Linked DNA regions of Oryza sativa: region 2 is linked to region 1. A link is a contact called in public ChIA-PET data. All regions are on one chromosome and are shown on one strand. The core of a region is the stretch at or near the end of the contact, and the rest is flanking DNA. Distances in the headings are between cores, read along the strand shown.

The links. ChIA-PET counts read pairs in DNA pulled down with a chosen protein or histone mark.
Region 2: an H3K9ac ChIA-PET map of seedling shows a contact between it and region 1, with 8 times the contacts expected there. The contact joins the promoter of LOC4327678 here to the promoter of LOC4327676 in region 1. A contact is called at or near these places in 1 of 15 Hi-C or Micro-C datasets (an unstated tissue) and 3 of 4 datasets of contacts at active chromatin or transcription factors (leaf and seedling).

Annotation. Positions count from the first base shown.
Region 1 is chr1:29,909,604-29,914,973 of ASM3414082v1, forward strand. LOC4327676 (jacalin-related lectin 19) reads right to left here and starts at 3,219. Exons shown (of 4, transcript NM_001409232.1): 1 at 2,798-3,219; 2 at 2,654-2,682; 3 at 2,312-2,554; 4 at 1,764-2,214. The coding sequence starts at 2,662. The coding sequence ends at 1,819. LOC4327675 (anoctamin-like protein Os01g0706700) reads right to left here and starts at 1,168. Exons shown (of 16, transcript NM_001409234.1): 1 at 818-1,168; 2 at 564-633; 3 at 367-482. The coding sequence starts at 1,027.
Region 2 is chr1:29,949,878-29,955,247 of ASM3414082v1, forward strand. It overlaps LOC4327678 (vesicle transport v-SNARE 13), which reads left to right and starts at 2,881. Exons shown (of 5, transcript XM_015766359.3): 1 at 2,881-3,222; 2 at 3,333-3,391; 3 at 3,627-3,815; 4 at 5,006-5,176. The coding sequence starts at 3,129.

The sequences.
Region 1 (5,370 bases), core at 1,969-4,468:
CGAAAAGAAAAACTTTGAGACTTGAGAGAATAACCATAGTATAAGCAGAAATATACTAAACCACTTTCCTATTTGCACTTGGCTTGTTTCTTAAATGCAAATATAATAGACAGGTCATCTGATGCATAATGAACTATACTTAAATCTTTGAATCAGCAGTGCTGCAAAAAAAAAATCAATTTTGCAAAAGCCAGGCAGGACATACATGCCATCCGTGAAATACCGGTACTAACAACGAAGCAGTGCTGGTCTAGAAAAATGCCAACTTAGTGTGGAATCTCCAAACATAAATAACTATAACTACAATGTGCCGAAGTGGGTAACAGGAACAAAAGCAACTACAATGGGAGACAACTGTGCACTTACGATGCTGTATATCAAGTGCCGGAAGCAGGCAAACCGCTCTCGCCAGCTAAACAGGGACCCGTCGGGCTGCCTGACGAATGCTCCAACCTGGTCCCATTCAAACTGCAGTTCCATTCCTGACAAGCAGAGAAATAAACCATGAACACATCATCAAATCACCCATTCTGAAATACTCACAGGTGGATTAGATCAGTTACCGATATAAGTTAGCTTCTTCATGTTCATCTCCGCTGCAACTCTCCCCAGGGTCCCCATGGGCGCAGACAGCTGAATTCAAAATGCAAATCCACAAACATTACAACAAGCTCATGGTTTCTCGCCACATGATTATAGCGAAGTGTAGTGCTCCCTTTCCCCTAATCGCCTCCTCGTCTCAGAAATTCAAAATCAGGCCACCGTGCCAAACGGCGGAATTCAAAATATAATAATAAAAGAAAAAAAAACACCGGACCTTGATGAACTCCGCGGGGACGCCGCGGACGCGCTCGACGATCAGCCCTACGTCCTCCAGCTCCCGCACCAGCCGCGCCACGCAGTTCTCGACCTCGCCGCACCCGGCCGCAGCGCCGCGGTAGAGCTTGGGCACGACGATCCCGACCTCGAACCCCGTCGCCTCATCCACGGCCGCGCCCTGCCCCTCGCCCGCTCCCCCTTCCCTCATCCTCCACAACGACGACGGATCAGACGCGGGGAATGGCGGTGGATGCAAGGGAGCGGATCCGCATAGGGGGAAAGGGAAATGCGGCGAGCGATGGAAGGAAAATTTTTTTGCGGTCTTTGGGAAATGAGAATGGAGTGAGACGAGGCCAAAGGACGCGAGGGTAGGAAGAGCAGTTTCTATTGTAAGTATAGTAATTAATTAGACTTACTATTTTGATTAGCACTTAATTAACCTATTGTTAGCTGTTGCCACCGATGCCTGTGGGCGTAGTTAAACTGGCGATTTGGGAGGAAAACGAGGATTAAATCGGGAGGTAATAGCGATTTTGAAAGCTGTGGTGGCTGAGCGGCCAGCAGGTGCGCCTAGCCGCCTAGGAGTCCTGGGCTTTCCACCCGTAGAGTATTTTGACAGGTGGGCCCACGAGCCAACGGTCCACGTGACGCGAGAGCACCGAACGAGGCGTGGGTAGCTGCCACGAGGGACAACAGGTTCACGTTTCGACAAAAGAGCGCGAGCTACGAATTACCCCTGCGGCTGACACTGGGCCACGGGTGATGGCTTTCGCCGTCGTGCCGATTTGGGTCACGACGTATGTCTGGTTGATCGCTGGTTCGGATAATGTGTTCGACGTGAAATGTTTCTTCCAACGCTAATCTTCTCGTGATGACAAGATTAAGGTTTTTGTTAGTGTGTAATTTGCTGCTTGCTGGTGACTACCGCGCAGTAGTTCGATTTATTAGTTACGAATCAATCACTGTTTATTCCGCAGAAAAAGGAATCGTTTTGTCTGCTTATTTGTAGCACCACTCGAACGGCTTCCTCTTCTGCTGCAGCTGATGCGCTCCCGAGCTGCTGCCGCCGTTCCCGTAGACGAAAGACCGGTACGCCATGGCGCCGCGCTCCTGGACCACGTCGCAGAGCGTCTCCGGGCGCAGCGCCGCGACGTGCAGGCCGACGGCGTCGAGGTGCCACCACCCGCTCCTCCCGCTGAACCCGACCACCACGCCGCCCTCCATCGGGTACTCGAACGGCACCCCGTCCCCCGACGCGTCCCCGAACGGCCCGTGCACCGCCCCCGTGCTCGTCCGGAACGTCAGCGACCGAACCACCGTCGATCCGCCGTGCGCCACCGGGCCGCACCGGCCGCCGACGCCGGTCAGGAACTCGTACGGGTAGTCCAGCTTCACCTGCATCGATCAGAGAGAGAGGGAGAGATTCAGAGAGATGCACATTTTTTTTGGTAGATGAGCTGACTTGCACCGGAGCACGCACGCACGCACGCACCTCGGCAGTGCGGCTTGTTCTGCCGTCGCCGCCGCCGCCGTGCTTCTCGCCGTGGACAGGGTGGCCGTTCCTGTCGTACTCCACCCTCATCGACTCGAGGAACCGCCCGTACGTCAGGGCGATGCTCCGGACGCCGCGGTGCGCGCCGTCGTCCCACGGGCTCCCGGCGGTGCCTCCCCACGGCCCGACCTTGATGGCCTTGCTCGAAGCAACCATCCTCCTCTGCTGGTAATGACCCGGTTGCTGAAAGAGCAAGAAAAAAAACTGTGTTCAGCTGCGTTCGTCGTCAGAAATGTTCAGCACGATCGAGAATTCGAGACCACGACAGTTGATGTGCCTTACCATGTCCATTAGACTGACTTGCTTGTCACCTGAAATTCGGAGAAGAACAGGAAGCACCTGGATAAGTGGTTGTATCCTAGTAGGAGTGTACTATTTTTCGTTAACAAGTAGGAGAGTGCACTTATATAGAACTGAAATACTCACTTTTGTAAGAGGTAAGTGGAGAGTACAAAGAATTAGATACCGGATAGCACAAGCTAGACCATGATGTTCTTTTAATTTTGTGCTTCACCTGGGGCAACAAGAAACCTTAGCACATAATAATGTACTTTAATCTGTGCTTCATCTGGGTCCTGGGACAGCAAGAAACTTAGCATTGTTTATTTGAAAGAACCTCAGCATTGTTGCTAATCACTTTTTTTTTTGAATTTTTGCTGCTAATCACTTTGAGTGTTCTCGGGTCTTAGATAAAGCAGGTATGGCTGGAGCGGGCGAATAAGATGCTGAGCGATTGTGATTGGGTTCTGGCATATTAGGTGGGGAAGAATCAAATGATTGGCGTATACTTCCTCCGTCCCAAAAAAAAAAGTCAAACCATGATTTTCCGTGTCTAACTTTAACTGCCCGTCTTATATGAAATTTTTTTATAATTCGTATTTTCATTGTTGTTAGAGGATAAAACATGATTAATATTTTATGCGTGACTTTTTTTTAAATTTTTTTCATAATTTTTTCAAATAAGATGGACGGTCAAACGTTGTACACGAGTTTTTTTTTGGGATGGAGGGAGTATGTACCTGGAATTTTCTCGTTCCCAAAAACTTTTTCTGGTCTGAACTTAGGACTGATCAGTTTGTCCGGTATCACTCCCCGTATCTGCTATGGATTAATTTATCTGAATTTGCAAGCATAAGTTCTTTTGTTCTGTGTTCAATAATATAAGCAGCGTCGTAGACTGACTGACGAGCTGATGAGGAATCAGAAACTCTTGTCGTATCTGTTGCTTTGTGCTTATTGCTACTGAACCAACATTCTGGGGAATATTAGCTAGTAGCTACGGTACAGATTTTCGCGGTTAACAAACACTTTCAGGACAGGGCCACAAGAACATAGAAACTCTTTTAAAACTCTTTGAAGTATTCGGGTGGATGTTCATATGTTTCTTCCATGTCAACTAAATAATTAAAAAAAAAATAAAAAAAGATACATTAATATGTAATATATCACTTAACATGCATGTTCAAAATTAACTTCTAAAGGTTCGAAAAAATAACAAATTTAGCTATAAATATACTACCTGTAACAAATAATATGTAATATACTAGTTGGAGTTTATTTTGTTATTTTTGTTACAACTCGTGCAAGGTGGATTTTAACTTGCTTGTTTGTAAAGTGATATATTAATCTATCTTATAAAAAATATTTTTTTCATAACAATTTAGTTTGCAGGGAAAAAGGTACATATGGTGAAATTTAGAATCCATCTCCCAGGTGGACGTCCACAAGAACAGTCCAATTGGAAACACAACAGAAGGCGAATGATAATGCTATGCACACCGCACAGCTCACCTGCTTATATAATTCAGATATCCAGTAGTGGTAGTTTACACTTTACAACCGAGCAACCCCCAAGGCTCCCAATGCGTCGCAATCTTCCTGTCATTAGGCATGAATCGGCTCATTTCCAATAGCAAATTTATCAGACTAGCTGACACTCTAGCAGCTATATGTTTTCCACTGTTTCTTCGCTGAGTAATCATGGACACCCAATCAGCTTCTTGTTCACGCTGTCAAAGTCTCAAATGCTATATTTTCAGGAATGCGGGACACTCCAACGCATATCCACTGTTAGCTGGGGCCTTGTGCCGTGCTCTAAAGATTCTTGGACACCTCTTATTATGGTGTATCCGGACAGCAGCTTAACTTTGCTCCTACGTCAATTATCAGTAGCTCAGGGTCAGGTGAACTATCTGTCTATTTGTGCTTACTAGCTTTGACTGAACGGATCAGGACATGGCAGCTGTTCTTTTCTTTTCTCTAGCCTGTTGCTTCAGCCTTAACGTCTTAGCTTGCACTCTGCAGAATGAGATGAAACCAACAACTCAACTCTTTGTGACTTGTGAGTTGTGAACTGTTCCGTTCACGTCGGGTTCACCTGCGATCTTCGGTTGAGCGCAGGTCAAGCTGTTCCTGAACACGCCTGCCTGATCTTGCGGTCTGACGAGCAATTCACGAGGGAAAGAAAACTTCGTTCGGACAGGCGGCTGGACGATGAGTGAAACGAAACAGGGGATCAATCAAACGAAACGGCGCCAAACCATGCAAGGCATGAGGGCGACGGCCGCCCCGCCCCACCGGAGCAGCCATCATTGGGGAGGGGGGGGGGGGGGGGAGCACCGAACGCTTTGCGCGCGCGCGGCGGCAACGATCGATCGCATGTGGTGTGCGGCCCCACTCTCGTCGCCTTCGAATGAGTTGGCTCAATCGAATGATCGAATCAAGGTTCATATACTGTTGCTCGAAATCCGTCTTTGAGAACCTAAATCTCTTCGTTTCAATTTCTTGATGCCATCGCCGTGTATTTGTCACTCGCAGCAGTGCAATGTTAAATTCGGGAATGAGTACTACGGAGTTTCATTCCGTTAGCCATCACCTGCAAAAAGCCAAGAACACGTAATTCTTGTAAACACTAAACCAAGAACACCGGTCGTTTTGCTCGTGAGCTGTCTCGGGGTAGGCAGGCCAGGCAGACAGACTGTGAAACCAAGACCTCTTCA
Region 2 (5,370 bases), core at 1,631-4,130, 40 kb after region 1:
AATTGGCACATACAATTTGTCCGGTTGCTTCTTGTGGCTTTTCGTAGGGGGTGGCTACCTGGCGACTGGTCGCGCCTGCCCCATCGCACGCGAGTACGCGACCCGCCCCCACTCCTCTATAGTCTCTATAGTACTAGTATAATATACTACTAGTAGTACTAGTATTACTATTACTACTACACTACTACTATCAGTACTAGTATTATTTATATAAAAAATATATTTTTATATGTATATATTGTTGATGTATAAAAAATATACACATATACAAACTTTGTATATGATGTGTACAAATTTTGTATACGACGTGCACAAACTTTGTATACGTACGTATTAAAAAATCGAAAAAACAAAAAAACATCACATATACAAACTTTGTATACGTACGTATATAAAGTTTGCACACATCATATATAAAGTTTGTATACGTACGTATATAAACTTTGTATAAGTATGTATGAACTTTATATACGTACGTATATAAACTAGTTTGTATACATATATATAAACTTTGTATATGTACGTATAAAAAGTTTGTATACGTATGTGTTAAAAAAACGAAAACATAAAAAACGGAAAGAAAAAACCGGGAAAAAAACCAGAAAAACCAAAACAGAAAGAGAACCCCAAAAAATAACGGAAAAACTAAAACAGACAGAGAAAAAAAAGGGAAAAAACCAAACAGAAAGAGAAACTGAATAAAACCGGAGAAAACCAAACAGAAAGAAAAACGAAAAAAAGGAAAATCCTCCCGTGCGGCGCGCCATCCACCGCGCCCTCTCCGCGCGCCACACTAGCGTTTTCGCTTTTCGTAAACCTGCTGCGCGAAATTGGGTTAGGCATTTGAAATAGAATAAAAAGTATACTTTGACTCCCTTAACTATTATTTGAGCATGATTCACGTCCTTGTCGACGTTTGATATCGTGACTACGGAATTTGCATAGTATGGAGATTGTTAGTACCAGGGTATATGCGAGATTGAGGTAAAAGAGATGGAGATAGGGATTTTATACAGGTTCGGGCCCCTTATCTGACAGGTAATAGCCCTACTCCTGTTGACCGAAGCCGGTGTTGCTCTTATTCATCATAATCACATCAGTACAATAATTAGGATAACTTATGTAGCCGTCGTTGACTTAGCGGCATGGATAACCAACACGTAGTCGATGACAGGGTAGTCATCCCTCAAGTCCGCACTCAGCGAGATCGGAGATAGCACTAGATCCCTCTTGTTGGCCTCTGCAGATACCATATTGGGTTTGTCTAGGCTTATCTCTGATATCGATATCCGGCGGCTTGTTTTGGCACATGTTAGCTTGTGAATCGTGTGTCGATATGTTGTTGTTGTTGCTTGTCCCATCTCCTCCTAGGGGGCTTGTATTTATACCCATAGGTGTCCCCTTGTCCAAGTAGAACTAGGGAGACCAATATGGATACAATCCGAGTAGTCCTGATAGTTTCCATATATAACTCTATTTGTCATTCCTTATCCGGAACTCCTTATGTATACGAGGTATGATTCCGTATAAGACATGGTATGTGGTGGGCCCTACCGAGCTTAGTCAACTACTATTAATTATGTGGTATCCATAACCATGACAGTCCTCCAACCACAAAACCGGAAATATTGACTCCTCCAACTATTAAACCGATGCAAACTATGTCCCTTGGTGATTTTGGCTAACGTGGCGCCTACGTGGCGGTCCCGACCGGGTTTTTGTCCTACGTGGCGCTTACGTTACGTAGCATTATTGTAATAAAACAAAAATAAAAAAATTGTGGGACCATATATCGTCCACACAAAAATGTATTGTGGGACCCACATGTCATCCTCCCTCTCCTTTCTTTCTTCCTAATCCTTCCTTCCTCTCTCCGCCCCACGCGGCCACACCAGCGCGCCCACAAGCTCGGCGGCACCGCCTCCCCGTCCCCCTCCCCCAATCCCCATCCCGCTCCCGCTCCCGCTCCCGCCCCCACCCCCGGCGACAGCCTCGGCCGCCGCCGCCGCCGCCACCACCTCCTCGTCCCCGTCATATCCTCCCCATGTCGCTTCCTGCCTCCCTCCGCCACCGACGCCTCCTCCTCCACGCAAAGGGCAGAGGTGGTTGCCGGCAGCGCCCCACTCCTATGTGCGTCGGCGCCGCCACCGCTCCTCCACAACACACGCGCGTCGGTGTAGCCGCCCAACCACCACCACTTGTCTTCCTCATGAATCGAACATCACATCGCTATCCCCATCCTATGCTCGCCCCATGTCGTCGCGTCCGCCTACGCTTCTGCCCCTGTGTTTCGTCTCCAAATCCCCACTCGCCGCCCCCGTCCCCGTGGACGCCCAAAGGGAAGAGAAGGGGGAGAGAGAGAGAAAAGGGAGAGGTAGGAAGGAGGAGGAAGAAGGAAGGAAAGGAGAGGGAGGGTGAAATGTGGGTCCCACATATTTTTTTTATTTTTATTTTATTATAATGCCAAGTAGGACAAAAACCCGGCCAAGACCGCCACATAGACGTCACATCAGCTAAAACCACCAAGAGACATAGTTTACACCGGTTTTGATTGTTAGAGGAGTTGATATATCCAGTTTTGTAGTTGGAGGATATGAATCATATTCAGGCGATAGTTGAGGGAATCGAAGTATACGTTTTCCTTTGAAATACTTCAGACCTTTGTTGGGCCTTCACTTCCCATGTTTGGACTCTCCCACAATTTGGGCCATATCAGATGGGCCCTGTATTAAGCCCAACAAGACCGTAGCCCACCACGCGCCGTGACGAGGGCCCCGGTTTGCTTAGCGACACGGCAACTACTACTAAATCGTGCGGGCCCACCTCGCAGTGTCCCAACTCACACGCACAATGCGACCGCGAAGCCGCCTCCGCTAATCCACCTATTTTTATTCTTCTCTCCCACCCCAAAATCCCCAAATCCCGACCCGATCAAAATCGAAGCTTCCGCCGAGTTCCCCGTCGCCGACTCGCCTGGATCGGCCCGCCGTCGAGCTCGCCCCCGACCATCCGCTCGATTGGAGGCCGGGGAGCTGCGTCTGGTGGTGAATCGCATCCGCCGCGGAGCGGTTCGATTTCGGCGGCGGATTTCGCGGGGGTAGAGGAGATCGAAGGGGGGCAGAGCAGCCATGAGCGAGGTGTTCGAGGGCTACGAGCGGCAGTACTGCGAGGTGTCCGCCTCCCTCTTCCGCAAGTGCACCACCGCCTCCGCCCTCGATGGAGGTAACCGACCGATCCCCTCTAGTCTAATCCCGATATGCCATCGAGATCTTACGCGGAGGAGTTTCCCCCTTTTCTTGGAGTACGACTAATCGGGTGTCCGATTTCTGCAGAGAAAAAGAAGCAGAAGCTGTCCGAGATTCAGTCCGGCGTGGAGGAGGCTGAGTCGCTGGTAAATATCGAACCCATTTCTTTGGGATCCCTAACCTGCATCATTATGAGGAGTACCATTCTAGTATTGACTTACATTCTGCGGTAGGTTAGCAGTTAAAAAAGGCTGGTGATTTTGATATGCGGATGCATACTTTTTAGTAGATACCTGCTATTTATAACGGTGTAAATGTATGTTTCATCTGGGGTACAGGTGCAGTATTTAACGTTTTATTTGTATGGGTTTGTGCATACAGATTCGGAAGATGGACCTGGAGGCGAGGAGCCTACAACCGAGCGTGAAGGCCGGTTTGCTTGCGAAGCTGAGGGAGTACAAATCTGACCTCAACAATCTCAAGAGTGAGCTTAAGAGGATCTCGGCGCCCAATGCAAGGCAGGCTACACGGGAGGAGCTCCTTGAGTCAGGCTTGGCTGACACTCTCGCGGTGAGCTCCATGATTTGTATTACTAGCTCAATTTGACCATATTGCAGATTTTAATAATTGGCAGCATCTAGTTTTGTTTGTCCATTGTGTTGCTGTAGTTTGTAGTTTTAATCTATATCACAATAGGTGTTTTACGTATATCACGGGCACAAACGACTGACAGGTAGCATTCATGAGCTCATAATCACTGATACTAGCTGTACTTATATTTTTTTAATTGTGATACTTGTTATTGGATGGTTAATTGAGGCTGAATTAATGGTGGTTGTTTTCTTTTTTTTTCCCCAAATCTGTACCATTTATGTATGTATCACTGACAATTTAATGGTTCTTAAGTTCTGTATTGGTATGTGATTAATAGTGTTATGCTGAACTTCAGTTAGAATAAGGTATTTAAATATTTTAATATTTGTGCAATCTGGATTTTAGTTTTTTCATTGTATTTAAAACCTTTAAACAATGAGAGCTTCATTTTGTAACATGTTCTTGCCACTCAAGGTTTTTCCTATATGTGTTTTTTGTGTCTGTTACATGGCAACGTTGTAATTCAGTAGGAGTGTATATCATCAGTTTATTTCCAGTTGTGGTTTATTTTCAGATCTGGACCCTTACTGTCACCATTATCAACTGTACTACAGATTTCACACAATCTCAATGAGTTCTCTGTAACTATTTTGTTTTGAAATTTCCTACATAATTTTCTCATTCATTTGTTAATGTGGACACAATTGACAGATGTGTATTATACAAGATATTTCCATTCTGATCTTCATGGTACAATTCTGTAGTCGCATGAGTAGTGAGAACTGTTTCTTGTCAAATTTGTGTGGTCCAATTTGGTCCTTGATGAATATCCGTTGTTCTGATTAAAAAAAAATGCTGATCTGTCAGGAGAATAGGAAATCGGAGTTAACACCCTCAGAAACTGTCCTTTCTACTTTCAGTAATCTGCTTAATGTTTTTGCGAAATGAATACATTATCCAGCCAATGTATTCCTGGATGTTGAAAAGCTTTTGGGAATGCTACCTTTGCATTCTTTGTCCGTCATATTTTTCTGCTGATATAATATCTTATATCATAATGCCTCAGCATTACATTGATTCTGATTTCTTAAACATTCTCTCAAAGTTAATGCCGTTTTTTCTTTTGTTGTTTTTCATGTTGTAACTGGGATTATTATGTAAATCAGGCGTCTACTGATCAGAGGGGAAGATTGATGATGACAACAGAAAGACTGAATCAGTCCAATGATAAGATTAAAGAGAGCCGAAGAACCATATTGGAGACAGAAGAACTTGGTGTGTCAATTCTTCAGGATCTTCATCAACAACGGCAGTCACTGCTGCACGCTCATACTACTGTACGTATTCTGTCATAACCTTTTTACACATTTATTGGATTTGCCTTCCTATTAATGTCATATTCATTCGTCTTCTGGGCATGTCTTATGTTTATTATTTGAACCATCCTGTGTTGTCTGGTTTTACAGGTAAATATGGCATAGGAATACTATTACTTAGGTTCTAGATTTGTTGCTTTGCTCTATCTTGGAGA